Linked DNA regions of Hordeum vulgare: region 1 is linked to region 2. A link is a contact called in public Hi-C data. All regions are on one chromosome and are shown on one strand. The core of a region is the stretch at or near the end of the contact, and the rest is flanking DNA. Distances in the headings are between cores, read along the strand shown.

Region 1 (2,896 bases), core at 172-2,671, 200 kb after region 2:
TGCTTACCTTCGGGCATCCAACTTGCTTAATGCAATGTGTGCCATAGAATCTTGTCAACAAGGTGGACTTATGCAGACGGACGTGTTCATAGTAACTCCGCAACATCCTAATGAGAACCTATTAAACAAGATGGATTATGTTTAATCGACGCTGAAGCCGCCAGTTAGTGCTGCCCTATTTTCCAGAAAAATTCTAAACCTGGAATCTGAAACAATCACAAATTTGAATTCCTTTTGGAAATAAAATCACCGTCTGACCTTCACTTCAGCCTTCTTGACGGTTTTAATCATGAACCGATCGTCCTGGGTGATGAAGAAGCAGCTCCCGCTCTTCCCCGGGGACGCCAGCTCCCGGAGCGTGTCGTTGCCGCAGATTGCAAGCATGTAGTCCGCAGGGTCCACCCCGAACAATTTCCTCAGGTGCCTGAAGGCATCAATCAACAGTAGTCAATACATGTACACCACTCATCACTCACGATCCAGCACGGCAGTTTCAAGCCGAGTCCAAGAAATGGCACCTGAAGACGGCAGGGCAGTAGTCCTTCCACCGGAAATCGACTGAGTGATGCGGCGGCGTGAGCTTGGATCCTTCCGGCGGGAACCGCGTCCATACCTTCTCCCGCGGGTCGAAGTCCGATGCCAGGAGCTTCTTGAACGGCAGCGCCGACGACTTCCCCACCGAATAACTGTACAGTACGTACATCATAAATAAATGCAAGCAAGCCAACAATCAATCAATGTGACAAGGTGTTTCGATGAATGGCTAGAGGAAAAATGCGAGAGGGGGGCGGGCATTGATTGGCATTGCCTTATGCCGAGCTGTAGGTTGAGCATGAGGCCGTAGCTCCGGTGGCCCTTGCGGATGGACTTCCCGGGCTTCTTGGTTTCCTCCTCCTCCTCCTCCAGCACCCTGTGCGGCCTCGGCGGCGGCGGCGTCATCGTCCGGAAGAAGGGGGCCGGCGGCAGCGTCGTCGTCCTGGCGCTGCAGCTGCGGCGGAAGGGCGCGGCGACGATGTCGCAGGTGATGTCGCCGGCCTCGCCGTCGCACTCCCAGATGCATATCCGCGGCGCCGGGGACTTGCCGTCCACGGAGAGGCGCTTGCGCAGCGGCACGTAGAAGGGCAGCGGCTCGCCGCCGGCGTCGCCGTGCCAGCGCGGGAGCTGGCCGTGGCGGCAGCGGTCGCCCTGCTGCGCGGCGGCGACTTGCGGCGGCATGATCGGCTGGCTCTTCGGTTCCGAGGTGTGGTCGGTGGTGGGCGGATCGAGCTCTGATATACTATAGTGGTGGCGGTACGAGGTATCTCATTTGAGGGAAGGGGTCGAGGAGATGAGACGAGACGAGCGGGGGCTGGCGTGGTAGGCGGAGGGAGGAGAGGGGCGAGGGAAGGAAGGGGGAGGCCGTGGTTTTGCTTTAGCTTTTTCTTGGTGCTTTTGTAGGCGTCGGCTTTGGCACAGGGAGCGATGTCACGCAGGCGGACCAGGAGAGTGTGGGTAGCGGCACGATGGATGACTAGCAGTCGCCGGAGCCAGGAACTTAGGTGTGTTTGGTTTGCGTCACCAGGTGGAATGTAACGGGTCGGTCCCGTTTCTAGAGGTCGTTCTTCTGTTTAGTTGGGTTCAGGAATCGGGATCCACTCATTCCCTGGAATGGCATATTCCTCCCAGATCCGGAACGCGCTGATACCTTCGAATCGGTGGAACGACGCGGAACGCCTCGTGCTCTCACATTTCCCCCGACGCTGCCCCCTTTCTCAACCTCGCTGGCCACCTCCCTCCCTAAGCCGCACCGCGGGCCACCTTCTGCCGCGCCGCCGTTGGGAGCACGCACCGTCGCCGGGAGCACGTGTCGCCGCCCCTGCATCTGCTGCGCCGCCGCCCCCTGCATTTGCCGCGCCGCCGCCCCCTGCATCTACCGCGCCGCCGTCGCCGGGAGCACGCGCCGCCGCCGTCTGGAGCACGCACCGCCGCCGGGAACAAATCCATTCCATCCCTCCAACCAAACATCAAAATGTAACCATTCCGTTCCTTTAAATCTCCTCTACCAAACACAAGGACGGAACCAACCCGTTCCAATGGAATGGAACCATGACATTCCGTTCCACTTCGTCCCCGAACCAAACACACCCTAAAAAGCGCTCCCGCTCGGTGGCGCGTAGGCGGAGGCGCGTGCCACGTGAAGACGGGAGTCCGCATGGCGCCTCGCATATACTTCCTCGGTTTCTTTTTAGTCCGTATATAAGATTTGGTCAAAGTCAAACTTCATAAACTTGACTAAATTTATAGAACAAAATATCAACATTTATAATATGAAATCAAGATTACTCAAAAATAATAATAATATGAAATCAATATTAGTAGATGCATAATGATATTAATTTTCATAGCATATAGATTTAGTATTATAGATGTTGATATCTTTTGATATATATTTGGTCAAACATTGTATCACTTGACTTTGACCAAATCTTATATGCAGACTAAAAAAAACGGAAGAAGTATATTTTCCTTGGCCAAGCTAAAAGAGCTAATAGCACCGTAGATTCTATAATTCGTCCTAGATGTGATGGTTTAGGGTCAGTTCTTCTGAGCTATGTTGTCAAAGTAAGCTTATGTGAAAATAAGTTATAAATAAACTTTTGTGGAAATAAGCTTCACATAATAAGCTAGTCATTTTTTTAATGTTTGTTTTTCCAGCTTATCTGTGGTATGTGTTAAACATCTGGAATATCTGTCAGGTTAAGATAGGTTAAGATATATAGAGATGGACCAATGGTTGTTTAAACTCTGATCTTAACGGACTTAGTTTATCCCCTCCTTCCTTTCTTCTCCTCGAAGATGTATCTCAATCTTGTACGCGTATTCTTCAGTTTCGCCCGTGCATATATAACACGCAGCC
Region 2 (2,788 bases), core at 276-2,775:
GATAAATGGGCTCGCCGCACGACTTGAACAGATACAATGTTTCCATAAGGCTACGTTCTCACTCATTCATGAAGAATAGTCGCGTTGTCACCTTGTCCGGGTCAGTTCGCAGCAATATATTTTTATGCAAAGCTCCATACTGCACACTTTTCTTGACCAGATATTCAGATCCTTAATTTCTTGACCAGAACTACAATAATGATGATGATGAATCAGGGCGAGCAAAGTATAACAAAACTATGTTCCACTAACTATAATTACAGTACAACTGTGAGTGATGACTAATGAGACTGGACCAGATTACTATACTAGATCCTGATGCAACTTGAGTAATGGATCACTAGTTCGTTGAATATGGTGTCACGGCCTGATTGAGATGAGAAAACCATGCAATCTTCCTAACTGTGTTCTGCTATATTTTTATAGCCTGTGTCATTTCTAAATTCCATTTGTCACCATAAGTTCTAAATTACAACCCGATGGAATGCCTGCAATCATAACTAAAACCACAGTGCCATTGACTTGCATAGTGTTCACTGAATGCAGAACATTTAATTTGTCTGTGATAAAATATTGTGCAAGCTCCAATTGTTCATGACTTTGTGGAGAATATGGTATGGAGATGATTGTCAGTTGCAACGATGGCCTAAACTAACAGGTATCACTACCAACACAGCAAAATGAAGTCTTACGGTTAGGCAACACCATAGAAAACATATAAGCGATATCAGTATTTATCTGCCAAATAGCTTTGGTAAAATACACTGATGTTTATCTATTCTTCGCAATTTTTAGCAATGACAGCATCGTTCGAGGCTAATCTTTAGCGCATATATAAATCTCAACTAACGGAAAAAACGAAGGTCAATGCTGCCCTCGGACAATATATAACCATGCCAATTCAACCAAATCAGAATGTTTTGTAGCACCAATGGACAATGGTCACACATTGCAGTGAGAGAGGAAGGCCTACCTGGTGCCGTTTCTCCTTGCGCCGCTCGTTGCGCTTGGCCGCCTTCGTCTTGGGCTTGGCATCGAGCGCAGGGTCGTACCCGGGCGGCACGTCGGGCCCTGTCTTCTTCATCTGCACCGAGCACGAAACAAGCTTAAGCCCCACAATAAGAACGACGAGTCCAGCAAAGGAACAGGTTTGACGCCGTGGTGTGGGAATAGTGCACGGGGGATGGCGCGAGGACTCACGAGGGCGCCCTTGGACTGATAGATGGCGACCTCGTCCTGCGGGACGTAGCCGGCGCGGATGCGGATCTCCTTGCGGAGGGTCCCGTCCGGGCGGCGCGTCGGCGCGATGACGCGCTCGCCCTCCTTGGGGATGGAGAGGAGGCGCCTCTGCTCACCGTCGGTGGCGGCGTCCATAGCCGCGGAGGAGTACGGGGTCTGGAGGGGAGAGGGGGCGGAAGGCGGCGGCGGCGGCGGCGGGGACGGGATGGGTTTAGGGGTAGTTCAGGCGTCAGAGTTCATACCGGAGACCCGAGAGGTTGGGTCGGGTGAGATTGCGGCGTTGGAGTCGAATTGTGTTTGGTTTTTCTTTGCCTCGTAATAACGCCCACACCTCTGATAAAAGCAACAATAATCCACACGATTAACGATATACTCCCTTCATTTCTAAATATAAGTCTTTTAAATTTTTTACTAAGAAACTACATATAGAACAAAATGAGTGAATCTGCATTCTAAAGTATGTCTATATACATCTGTATGTAGTTTTCTAATGAAATCTCTAAAAACTTATATTTAAGAACGGAGGGAGTAGTCATTAGATGATTGTGACTTGTGAGTGGGGGTGTGTACGACTATTTGGGAATTTCTAGCAGGAGAGGTTGCACCTAATTCTTTTAACGGTCATCGTTATGATTTCGAAAGTTAACTCATGAGAGTTACTTTCTCAGTTCCGAGCCATTAGTATATGTAATGTCCTTTACAAGATTGAAGTGAAGGTTTTTGCAAATCGTCCAAAAGTTATACTGTCAATGCTTATATTTGAGAAGCAAAGAGCGTTTGCTCCTGATAGACTAATCACGGACAATGTGCTCGTGGCGTATGAGTGTGTTCATGCCATTAGAACAAGGAAGAGGTAGAATCCCCTTTGTGCGATAAAACTGGACATGATGAAGACATATGACAGAGTAGAGTGAGTCTTTTTAGAACAAATGTTAAAGAGGTTTGGCTTTGTAGATATATGGATTGCAATGATTACGAGTGACGGCAATGAAGTTCTCAATCAAGATGAATGGGGGCATGTCGAGAAGTTTTCTCCCATCTAGGGGACTCACGCAGGGAGACCCCCTATCCCCGTACTTGTTCTTGTTTTGTGTGGAAGGCTTTTCTGTACTTTTGCGGTATGCACAAAGGAAGAATACCATCAAAGGGGTCTCGTTTGGGAGCACTGACCCCCAAGTCACGCATTTGCTTTGTGCGGATGATAGTATTGTCTTTCTTGAAGGCTCACAAGGTGCTATGGAGACTTTGAGGAACATCTTGGCAGATTATGAAATGGCATCGGGTCAGAGGGTAAACCTCCAAAAATCTTGTATTTTCCTTGGCAGGGGGTGAAAAGAGGAGGACAAGGTTGGGCTTAAGCAAGCGATTGGGGTTACATCGCAGGCCTTGAGTGAGAAGTACCTAGGTTTACCAACACTGGTTGGTAGATCGAAAGATGGTACATTTAAGTATGTTAGGGAAAGCTCAACAGGGAAGGTCTCGGGATGGAACGGACAAGGTTTATCCAAGGTGGCCAGAGAGGTTCTCATTAAATTTGTGTTACAGTTTA

Evidence for each region. A called contact is a pair of places that touch in the nucleus more often than the background predicts.
Region 1: a contact with region 2 is called in a Hi-C map of seedling, with 3 times the contacts expected there. The contact joins the promoter of LOC123449097 here to the promoter of LOC123449096 in region 2. A contact is called at or near these places in 1 of 6 Hi-C or Micro-C datasets (seedling) and 1 of 1 datasets of contacts at active chromatin or transcription factors (embryo).

Annotation. Positions count from the first base shown.
Region 1 is chr4H:489,951,989-489,954,884 of MorexV3_pseudomolecules_assembly, forward strand. It overlaps LOC123449097 (phosphatidylinositol 4-phosphate 5-kinase 2-like), which reads right to left and starts at 1,422. Exons shown (of 8, transcript XM_045126184.1): 1 at 809-1,422; 2 at 519-686; 3 at 259-424; 4 at 8-118. The coding sequence starts at 1,215.
Region 2 is chr4H:489,755,271-489,758,058 of MorexV3_pseudomolecules_assembly, forward strand. It overlaps LOC123449096 (partner of Y14 and mago), which reads right to left and starts at 1,526. Exons shown (of 4, transcript XM_045126183.1): 1 at 1,201-1,526; 2 at 974-1,084. The coding sequence starts at 1,374.